Linked DNA regions of Ovis aries: region 2 is linked to region 1. Evidence: chromatin contacts called from public Hi-C data. All regions are on one chromosome and are shown on one strand. Each heading gives the region's core, a stretch centred on a gene start, on an enhancer-like site or on the middle of the called end of the contact. The rest is flanking DNA. Distances are from core to core; before and after follow the strand shown. Region 1 holds the start of XNDC1N (XRCC1 N-terminal domain containing 1, N-terminal like). Region 2 holds the start of ANAPC15 (anaphase promoting complex subunit 15).

Region 1 (5,775 bases), core at 901-3,400:
ACATTTGCTCTTTATCTCAATGAACCCTGGTACATGTAGCTGAAATCAGCTCCCCCCCCCCCCCCTGCTCAAAGGAGGCCATGATTAACAAAGCATGTGTAATAACCAAAACATATTATTTACTTTTATAAGGCACTTTCAAATATATCTCACTGCACTACAGCCAACCATAATCACAGAAACTTAAAGCTGAAAGGGGCTTGGAAGTCATTTCCACAACTACTCCACTTCACCAATCAAGTGGTATCCAAACATGCGTAGTCTTTAGTGACTGAAAGATACGGGTCTAAAATGGTTCTTTAAAAATCTCTCCCTGCTCTGACCACTTGTCAGTTTCTCAGTCTCCTCTCCCCATCTTAATGTTCTCAACCAGGTAAACCAAAACCTCCAAGTCATCCCACCACCAAACAACAGGCTTTGCTTCTCAAGTCCACTTCTACTCCCTTTCTCTGGGCCTCATCCCCAATCCCCACCCCACACTCCCACCCAGCCAAGGCCTCTAAGAAACTGATCCCTCAGACATCCCACTGGTTCCATCCCTAACAATCAAACCCCTTTCTCCTACTCCTCCCTGCTGTCCATATGCTGTCATGGGCAAGACCACAGGCACCCCTAGCCATGAATGTACCTTTGGCCTCGGAATCTTTTCCCTTTCCTTTCTCACCTTCTCTCTCTGCTTCTCAGCGCTGTCCCTTCATTCCCTTCAAACTCAATGTCTCCTTCCTCCTAGTGATTTCCTTCAAGGACCACTGGTCACTGAATACACCCGTTGTTAAATGCCTGTTACGTAGGTAAAAGAGACATACACCCTCAACAGCTCACTCTCAAAAAACTCATAAGTCTAATAGGAAAGAGGGAAAAAGAAAGAGAGAGAATCGCTGATTCGTTAAGACTCGACTCCTCTGAGAAGCCTACCCCAAACTGCACTGGTCCCCTCTTCTCAGTGCCACAGTTACACCTCCGATGAAAAGACTTCTTGTGCGTCTCCCACCACCATACCTTGGGTTCTTCTATGGGAAGGTCCCTAGCACCTACCCCTGAGCTTCGCTCAAAGGTGATACTTAAACGTTTAAGTGAGTGAATGGATACATTTCGCTATACGATAGTTCATTCACCCGTTCGTTCTATCATCCGTTGACCAAAGCTCTATCGAGCCCACAGTATGTACAAAGTTCTAGAACTTAAAGCGCTCTTACATAAAAAATAACTCAAACCTGAAATACTAGTAGATAAACACTCTTCCGTGGTCCGCGTCCCCCGCCCCGACTCCAAACCCAGACAGTCCTTTCCTTTCCCTCAGTGAAAACCCAGCTTTCCCTCACAGAAGTCTACGCCCCTCTAACTCAAACCACCTGGCAGCCCTTTAGTCCTCCCCAAGACCCTCAACTAATCCTAAATCTTAACACCCCCATCCCTCTGGCTTCTCTCTCTGTCCTCCACCTCCACCCTTGAGGTTGCTGCAAGTCTTCTACCCCATGACTGCCTCCGAGTCCCCGAGTCCTGGGTACCTCAGATTTCCCTCTTCGCGCACCCACTCCCCAGTTGGCTCCTTCCCTCTAAGGATCTCGTCTCTCCTAGGACCCCTACTCCCGATACCTCCCCTCCCTTCCCTTCAGTTTCAGGTTGAGTCTTTCTTCTCCTCAATTCTCAACTCTTCTCACCTCATCCAGCTCCCGTTCTCCGGCAGCACCGGCTCCAACCTCCACCTCCACCACTGCCGCCATCTTCACAGCTCTCCCCCTCCCCGCAGGCCCCGCGCGAGCCAGCTGCTTCCGCCGCTCAACTGCTTCTAGCGAATCGGCTGTACAAGCTTCGGCAGAGGGGGCGGGGCACCAAGACAGGCAGAGACCCGAAGGCAACTAAGAGACCGTCTGCCTGCTACCCACTTAAAGGTTAAGGAGGAGTGGATTCCGTGTACTTCTAAGCGTCGGCGGCGGAGGAGGGATCTTGGCAAATGAGAAATTAGCCTTGTATTATTTTCAGTACAAATATGTCACCAATTTTTGCCTGTGTAGAACCAAAGAGAAGAGCCCCAAGGCTGTCTACTTTGCGACGCTCCCTCAATGGGCAACTCTTGGGAAGCGTGGAGACTACTAAGGACTACATTTCCCAGAATGCCTAGAAACTGACCCGGAAGTTTAAAGTCCGGTCTCTCCGGGGGATTTGCAAGGCGTGAAATATATAGAAACCACCCGAAAGTACTTTTCTGTCTAAGCACGTGTCTTCTTACCTTGGTGGGAGTCAGTTTCCGGGAACAGCGGCTTCTTGAGGCCCCAGAACCTGTTCCCGGGCTTCGGGAGGCGGAAGAGTAGTGCTTGGGGTCAGAAGGCGGAGGTTAGAGGACAAAATTGGCGGGAGAACGTTTTTGGGTTTTTTTTTGGTCCAAGATCTAAGGCAGCGGTGGCACTTCGAAGTCCGTTATCCCGGGTGAGGGTCATTCGGGTTTTCGATGGGGGGGGGGGGGGGAGAAAGGACAAAAGGGAGGAAGGGTGGCTATAAAGGAAGTGGACAGGACAGCGCGTTCCGAGCAGCGGTGGAAGTAGCGGCTTAGGCTCAGGAATCTGAGAGCTGAAGAGTCTTGCCGGACTTCCACGGCCCCCAAACTGCTTCTTAGGCTCTCACGCCTCCGGATCCACTTCGCACATCTTCGAATTTTTTACTGTGCCCACACACTGCGTCCCCAGCTTCTACCCTTATGCCCGCCCTGTACAGCCTATTCACTATGCTGCACCCCAGCTTACAGTTTTCTTCTCATTTCCAGTACCCTGTTTTTTCTGTGCATTGTACATCTGAAGTACACGTCTCAAGTCTGTGGTCCCTGCTTACACTTCACCCCGCCCCCCGGAGGTCCCGGCTGAATCTACAGCATAGATAGAGCTAGGATGTCTTGTGGGCTCACCTTATTATTAGATTGACCGTCAACTTCATTGGGACCATCTACATTTATTTAAAATGGGAATTATATTTATTATGTGAAACTGGGTACAAAGAATATTATAAACACCGATTGACATCATAATCTATTTGCATACTCATTTTTTAAGAAAGATAATATGAAACAAGTGGAATTTATCTGTGTCCTTTACTATCGGATTCATTACCCTTTCATTCTCCCTAGAAGCAAGTCCTATAATTAGCTGTGTATTCTCCCAGTCAGTTGAAAAAAAAAAAATAGTGTGTATTCAGTGGGCAGTACAAGTATTGTTCCATTTCCTTTTGTAAAGAACCTAAGTGCTATTTTTCTATGTATAGTTATTTTTTTTATAACTTATTCTTTCACTATTTTGGGAGGAGGCAGTCTATCCATGTTTACATATATTTACATCTAATTTATTCCTTTTAACTGTTATATAGTATTCCATATGATATAGAACATTTCATTCATCCATTCCTCAACTAGTGGACTTTAGAGTTTTATGCTTTTTGCTGTTAGAAACATTACATGTATCTTTTTATGCACAGGAGCTAGAGCTGCACTGTTTAAGTAAACCAGGACAGGTGGCTATTCTTGAAATATAGCTAGTCAGAATTAAGATGTGCTGGAAGTGTTTATGAGAGAGCCCATTTCCCCATATTATTGCCACTCCTTCATACTGTAGACTTTTCTATTTTTTCCAGTCTTAGAGAAACAGGTATTTGCACTTTCCTTATTATCGGTGAGGCTGAGCACTTTTTTATATGGGGTATTGATCATTCAGATTTTATCTTAATGTGAATTGTATGTTTATATTGTCTCCCTAGTTTTATATTGGACTGCTTGCCCTTTTCTTGCCGACTTGTAGTATTTAAAATTTAAAAACAGTAGCAGTTTGTGGCCTATTATTGGTTGATGAGTTTGTTGTGTTTGCCAGAAACTTCTGCGCAATTCTGATTGAATTATATTGACCTAAGAAGTATTCTTTTCAGTGGCTATTTATTTATGCCTACTGTGTTCCAGCATCTCTCTGAAGTGTGGGAGATGATGAGCATGACAAAAATCCATATCCTCAAAGAGCTCACTGCTCAATGCAGGTACACACAGGATAAATAAGCTGGTGCCAAAAAACCAAGAACAACAGCGTATGCAAGGGCAGTGAAGTCAGAAAGCACTTAATCCCGTGAGAACAAGCAATTTGATAGATAGTGATCTTCATAAAAAATATTGTATATGTCTTATTCACCACTGTGTAACCTAGTCCAATGTCTGGTACCTGCTAGACACCCCCCTCCTCAAAATATTAGCTAAATAAAATATCTAAGATGGACAGCTTCAGAGTCCCCAAGCCTGGAGTGTAGTGTTGGGACTGGTTCAGTCAGATGTGTATATTAGTTATGAGAGATGGTGGAGTTTTTCCATCAAATCACAGGTGTATACTGGGAGTTTCTCCAAAACAGAGACCCTATCTATTTATTTATTTTTCTGTCTCCAGTATCTAGCAGAGAGTAAGAAAAATTGTTGAAAGTTCAGTGAGTTCCTATAATGAGAATAATCAGCTTTAGTTAATCTAAAGGCCTGGGGGGTGACTCAGGACTCACTCTGACCTCTTCTGTTTTTGAAGCCTTGGTACCATCTTGAATGTAACCCATGACCTTTAGAACGGTATTCATTAGACTTTGGTTACTGCTGTCACAGCAGCTACCTCACTCTGAGCATTCCATGACGGCTGACCATTTGGAGCCTAATACTTATGGTCATTCATTCAGCGGACACTGGTTAATCTGAAACTGTGTTTCTCCCTCTTAATGAGGATACAGAAATAAAACAAACATGAAGCCTGTCTTCCAAGAGCTTACAATTGGTCAAGGGACAAAAGACATATGCAGATCATTGTGATATAGAATTGAGAGGAGGGAGCTATCACTTTGAGGGCTGAGCAGAGTGGAGGTGACATGTGGCCATCAAATATGCATTAGATTTGTCAGCGAAAGAAGTAAAGAGCATTCCAAGCAGAGACAATGGCATGAACAAAGTCTCAGAGGTGGGAAAAAGGTTTCTTGATGGGAAGGACACAAGAGCATTATGACATGAGTATATCGAGGTCATGGACTCATTTCAGGGACCATATGAGTGAAGAAACGTGAGTGAAAGGGCAGGTAAATATTTGAAGAGAGATCCCATCTAAAGACATTCCGACAACTTTAAAACACCTCTCTCTGCTCAAGGAATTGTTGAAGTTAGGTGATGCACTAGGGTTCATTATACTAATATATGTGTGTGTGTTTGCATATATTTAAATTTTTCCATAAAAAGCTTAGCAAAAGACAAAATACAAGTTCCCACATGAACTTTTAAGATTAAATAAATAAGTAATTACGGTAAAACATCCCCTGCTGAAAGGAATAGTAGGAGATAAACCAGGAAATGGACAGATCTATGTTGTAGATGCTTTGAGGGGTCAAACTGAATTAAAGTTAATTTAGGCCTATCATAAAGCAAGGGATTTGCGTATGTCAGCAAGCCCTTAAAGATCTCTAGTAGAGAAGTAACTTAATCCAAGAAGATTCGTTTTATGGGAAGGGAAAAAAAACAATCTGTATCCCTTATTTAGTTGAATGTTTGTTGTACCTCTTTACTATGTGCTAGGGAGAATCTAGGGTTGTAAAGATGGATAATTTAAGGCATAGTTCATGCCTTGAGGGTTCAGCTTCATATAAATCCAACATCCACATGTTTATATATATATAATATATATAGTATAATAATTCTATTTATAATATATATATGTTTTGTACTTGCTGCTCTATTGCATTCCAGTTATTTCACTTTTGTTGGAATTTCATCATCGACCCTAGATC
Region 2 (5,775 bases), core at 2,382-4,881, 190 kb before region 1:
GACCAGGTTGGGGGCTTCCCTGAAAATCCAGTGGTTAAGAATCCACCTTTCAATGCAGGGGACGTGGGTGTGATCCCTGATCTGGGAACTAAGATCTCACATGCCCTACGACACAGCCAAAAAAAAAAAAAAACAGAGAGAGAGAAAGGGTCTGCTCAGGTTAGTGCCTTACAGGGACTCACACCAGAGCTGGAGACATGGCTTGGATATTACGCTAGAGAAAATGAAAGCGGAGGGATGGGGAAGGACTTGCCTGGGGTCTCCAGAAGTCAGTCATAGAGCCAAGATAAATCCCAGGATGCCTGACTCTCATCCCATCCACTCTATCCACCAAAGCCCTATGCCATTAGAGTCCCCCTAACATTCTTTCTCATCTCTTTCTATCCCTAGACACCTAGTTCACTGTAAAAATTTTCTCATTATTCTCCAATACATCATCTGATTTTAACTCCATGCATTAGCATGCAATATGCCTTTTTGTGCATCCCCTTCTCCAACTTGTCTAGCAGGTAAATTCCTATTCATCCCTCAAGGCCCATTCAAATGTTTCCTTTCCTCAAACAAAATCTAAACTCATTTTATCCAGAACCCATTCATCTCTCCTTCCTCTGCGCTCCTATAACACTCTCCTTATACACTAATTTTAATGTTGACTACTGTCTCCTATAATTGTCTATAACTATCTTAGTTTTCACTAGACTGTATTTTTCTCTAGAACATGGATTATTTCTACTTCATCTCTTTGTCCTCAGGGCCTATCAAGGTGTCTAGAACTCAGCTGGCACTCAAACAATATTGATCAAACAGTGGAACAAGTGAAGGACCAGGAGGCGAATTTTTAAACTCTCAGAGTCTCTATTTATTTATTTGTCTGTACCTTGAGGCTTGCAGGATCCTGCAGTTCCCCAACCAGGGATTGAGCCCTTGGCAGTTAAAGCATGGAGTTCTAAGCACCGGACCATCAGGAAATTCCCTTAGAGTCTTAGTTTATCATCCTTGAAATGAAATGAAGAGTCAAACACTTGGCAAGGATAAATAGTGGATAATGAATGTAAAGCAAATGGCACCATCGTTGACTCAGTTTCCTGAGCCAAAAATAGTGTATCACATCAAATTTCCACTCTTCCTTCTCCTTTTCCCCCTTCCCCTAGCCACCATGGCTTGTTGAACCTGGCTGAGGATCTAGGTAAGAAACTGTCTGTTAATGGGGAATTTCCATCAGACCAGAGCCATCAGGAAGGATGGAGGTAACAAGTGCCAGGCATGGGGACCTTGTAACTAAATTAAGAAGCAGAAGGAGCAACTGATGGGAACACTGAAGGAGAGATAAGGGATCGAAAAGAAGGGAGAGGTCAGATTGGGTTCTGAGGATTTAGAAACCACTCAGTGTCTGCCCTCAAGAAGCTCATGGTCTGCTGAGGAAACAGAAATAATTTTATACAGAACCCCAGTACAGTGTAGCACTACCTCCTCCCAATACCCCTTTCTTTACTTGGCTTCCAGGATGCCACCCAACTTACCTGGGTTTCTGCTTATCTTTTTGGCCCTTCTCAGTCTAGTTTTCTGCTTTTCCTAGTTTCCTCAAAATTCTGAATTTTGAAGGAAATGTTCTTTCATCTACACTCACTCCTTTGGTGGCTTTAAACACCAATCATGTGCTGATGACTCTTAAAACTGCTATTTCCAGTCTTGGTGTCTCCCTCCACCTTCAGAACTATTTCCCCTCCCACTCCCTCAACATCCCTAAAGGACATCTCAAACTCAAAAATGACTCCAGATGTTTTCCCCCAAACCAGCACCTCTCATGTCTTTTCCTGCTTCTGCCACTATCCCCAACTGAATTTCTCTTTATAAAATTGCCAGAGTAACTCTATTAAAATGTAATCAGGTTGTGTGGATCCTCTGCTCATAACCCTTCAAGGGATCCTGAACATGGGGTAAAAGCCAAAGTGCTATTGTGATCTGTGAAGCAGTCCTCTCTGGCTCCTATCCCTATCCTTATCTTCTCCCCTTCTCTCCATAAAACACTTCGCTCCAGCCATTGGAGGCTCTTTGCACTTGCTCTTGCCTTGATGCTCTTCCGTAAATATCAGAATAGTGCCCGTCTTTTTTTCTTCAGAACTTTTACTCCAATCACCTTCCCAGTAAGGTTTTCCTTGACCCTCTAAGATAAAACATCTCCTCTATCAACATTTTATTCCCACTTCTCTGATTTATTTTTTCTCCTTAGTATTTACTGCAATCTTAAAACTATCTTTTTATTTCTCTCATTAAAATGAAAGCACCGTGAGTCTCTTCATGATTTTGTTATTGTTCTGTTTTGTTCACTATTGTACATTCTTTACTTAGAATAATGACAGGCATGTAATAAAGTACTCGGTAGATACTGGTTGAAAGAATGCAAAAAAAAAAAAAAGTGGACATTTCCAAGGGGCAAATTTTACTCTTTAATGAAAAACTTTATAACAACCAGAACTGCTTGGAAACAATGTAAGTCCGTATGCACAGTACACTAACTCTTAAATATGTTATCTCATCAAATTCTCACATCAGTCCAAGGTAGGAAGAAGCCTGGGGAGAAGAGGAAACAGAATCCAGACATGGAAAAAGGATTTGTTAAAAGGCACACATTGGGTCAAGGCAGTAGTGAAATGATGGATGATTGCTGGCCTTGAAATGGGCTGGTGCGTGATGGAGCTTAATGGGCACTGGGTTTGAAGGACTTCCGTTGCCAGAATGTATTATGATTTCTGAAGGGGAAGCTGAGTCAGACAGGTTAGAATAAAGGCATCAGCAAAGGAGTGGGAGAGATGTGACAAGGCTGACCCCTAAGCGGATTTAGCCCAGACCTGGAGAGGGCAGCTCAATTCCCCAGTAGTAGAATGCTGCGCCTGAGACTGAGTAAACACTCCAGCCCTTACAAAATCTGGAATGCAGACCTGGAAAGGCAATTTTGAGACCAGTGAAAGGACTTCCCTGGCGGTCAGCGCTTCCAATGCAGAGAGCGCTGGTTGGATCCCTGGCCAGGGAACAAGATCCCACATTCCCTGGGGCTGCCCGTTCCGCCCGCCCCCAACCCCCACCCCCCAAAAAAGACCAGGGAGTCCACTGCAGGTTAGCAGAGTCTGGCTTCCCTACTTGACTCTGAGGTCTTTGAGGGCAGGGACCATGTTCCTAGATTTAGCTCCCGCTTCTAGCAGGGCCTGGAATACAGAATATAATAGGGACCCAAACATTTCCGTTGAAGGCATACATAAATGAATGTATGCACCAAAACGGGAAACTGAGGGACAGAAAGGACAGACAGGAACGGCGAGGGGTAAAATCACCCAGCGATTCTGAGGTAGAAGTAGACGAATTTTCCTGGTACGCAGCACAACAAATAGTCCTAGTACTAACGCTGGTCGCTGCCACCTATTTTTCAGCAGGGATTGGCGAGAAAATCCGGCCTGGGGAGAGAGAGGCGGGGCTACACGGGTACAGAGCTGGCGCGCCAAATCTCCACCCAGCACGTGACCGACATGTGGAACGTCACTTCCACTCTGGCGGGGCGGGAGCGGGAAACAAAAGAAGAGCAAACACGCATGCGTTTGGTGTGTCCCTGGTTCTGGCGGGCTCTTCCGGTCAGGCAGAAATAAGTGCTTCCGGGTCGTCGCCGGCTGCCGCCTCCCGGCGCGGTAAGTACAGAAGCTAGGCTGCGGCTCCTGACTCCTCGTCCCTCCTTCCCTCCCTACCCCAGAGAAACCCTATTCTGATCCGACTCCTCTGGAGCTGCCTGCTCACACTCCCCTTAACATTAAAGCGCGCCAACTCATTGGCCGCTTCCTCGAGAGTAAGCCCCACCCCGTCACACAAGACCCGTCACTCATTGGTACCACTTCCAGTCACTCAGCATTTCTTCCAGTTAATTGGCCTTACCCTCCCTTCCGATTAGCGACCCTATAAGGGCAAATGCCTGTCCGAATCCCGCCCCTGCCTTCTTGTTGGTCAATTCCACGATTATAATAATAATAAGCAGAGAATGGGTGGTGGTTTTACGACGATGGGTTGGTCTTTCGGAGCCGCGTTCTTTGGCCGTTCAGTACTTCGGGGGGAGGGGGAGGGGTGTTATGGATCCTGTTAGAAGCGCCGGGAAGCTGCGGTACACGGAAGGGCAGCCCCTAGCCCCGGATTGGTCAAATAAATTAGGGCAAGAACAGAATTAGACATAGATCCTTTTCTCTTCATCTCTCGTGCCTGGCCTGGATCTACTCCCCGCAAGCGTTCCCCCCCAGTTTACCGTGTGACCTAGAGCCAGTCGTTGCCTGTGCTGGGCCTCAGTTTTCCTGTGAGCTGAAAAGTTTTAATTCAGATTCTCTGGGACCTTCCTTGTCAGCTCCCTCAGCCGTTTAAACCGAGCTGAGTTTATGTATTCTCTCACATGTTAGTTCATCTATTCAGTCTTTCATCTACTTATTTACTCATGCCTTTAGAATGTCTTACTGACACGTGGTAACACCTCCCTTCCCTGCCCCCCAATTTGGCTGTGGTTCATTATAGAGGTGGTTCGTGTCCTAAATTTCTGACACTGGGTATGTGTGGGCTGGGTCAGCATGGAGGAGCAAAAAGTAGGTCTGGTGTTTGGAGGGGGTAGAGGTAGTTTCAGTAGAGTCCTGCCATCTTTAATTTTGAATTTTGTAATGCCAGTCTGCATTCTGGTTTCCTCTCTCTACATTTGGCTTTCATTCTCTTCCTTTCTTGAACAGCTTACAAACAGCTTTACTTATCCATAAAGTAAATTACTAATTGTTAGAATAATGGTGAAGTGAAGTCGCTCAGTCGTGTCCGACTCATTGCGATCCCATGGACTGCAGCCCCGCAGGCTCCTCGCTCCGTGGGATTTTCCAGGCATGAATACTGGAGTGGGTTGCTATTTCCTTCTCCAAGAATAATGATGAGGGTGGTATAATTGTTATTGTCCCATTTTACAGATGAGGAAGCTGAGGCTCAGAGGTTAAGTGACTTGGCGGAGGTCAAATAGCTAGTAAGTGGTGGAGCCAGGACTCAAACCCAGGTCTGTCTGATTCCCACAGGGTAGGAGTGCGTCTCTGCCACTGTCCACTCCATCCAATCCCCAAGTCAAAATGTCAGCAAATAAAATCTAAAACCACACACATCTGAGAGAGCTGGATTCACCTGACCCTTTCTCTCAGTCTAGGAGCCATGTCCACCTTGTTCCCCTCACTCTTCCCCCGTGTGACTGAGACACTGTGGTTTAATTTGGATCGACCCTGTGTGGAGGAGACAGAGCTGCAGCAGCAAGAACAGCAGCATCAGGCCTGGGTGAGTGAGAACCTAGCACAGCAGGGGCGCTTCAGTCAGGCTCCCCATCCCCCTTCTCTGGCCTTAACCTGGCCCTACTCTGCAGATCTGCCCTGGGGGAGGTTTTTGTCCTGAGCTGGGGACCTAGGTTCTCACCTTTGTGTTACCCTAATTTGCTGAAGACTCTGGGACCTCTAGGCCAGATCAGAGCCCAGGCTCTTTTCCCTACAACACAGGAAGTATTTTTTGACTGTCTATCGAGGACCTTGCAGATGTCCTGTTCTAGGCTGGTAGTGTCACTTCATCCTCACCATAATCTTATAAGGAAACCAAAGACCAGAGAGTTTACATAGCTAGATCAAATTCATAAGTAAGTGGCAGAAGACAGGAAAGAGACTGAATCTTCCTGAGAGTCGTAAGGAAGCTTCTCCTCCACACTTGGGGGTCTTCTTGGGGGCAGGGCAGGTGAGTGCC

Evidence for each region. Hi-C and Micro-C count contacts between places; a contact is called where the count stands out from the background.
Region 2: a contact with region 1 is called in a Hi-C map of blood, with 2.0 times the contacts expected there. The contact joins the promoter of ANAPC15 here to the promoter of XNDC1N in region 1. A contact is called at or near these places in 2 of 16 Hi-C or Micro-C datasets (blood and hypothalamus).

The regions. Positions count from the first base shown.
Region 1 is chr15:50,281,158-50,286,932 of ARS-UI_Ramb_v3.0, reverse strand. It overlaps XNDC1N (XRCC1 N-terminal domain containing 1, N-terminal like), which reads left to right and starts at 2,150. Exons shown (of 20, transcript XM_060399419.1): 1 at 2,150-2,427. RNF121 (ring finger protein 121) reads right to left here and starts at 1,730. Exons shown (of 8, transcript XM_060399420.1): 1 at 1,662-1,730. The coding sequence starts at 1,666.
Region 2 is chr15:50,468,856-50,474,630 of ARS-UI_Ramb_v3.0, reverse strand. ANAPC15 (anaphase promoting complex subunit 15) reads left to right here and starts at 3,631. Exons shown (of 5, transcript XM_042233183.1): 1 at 3,631-4,141; 2 at 5,193-5,322. The coding sequence starts at 4,110. LOC132657823 (a long non-coding RNA gene) reads left to right here. Exons shown (of 2, transcript XR_009596531.1): 2 at 1-2,302. It also overlaps a transcript of TOMT not described here.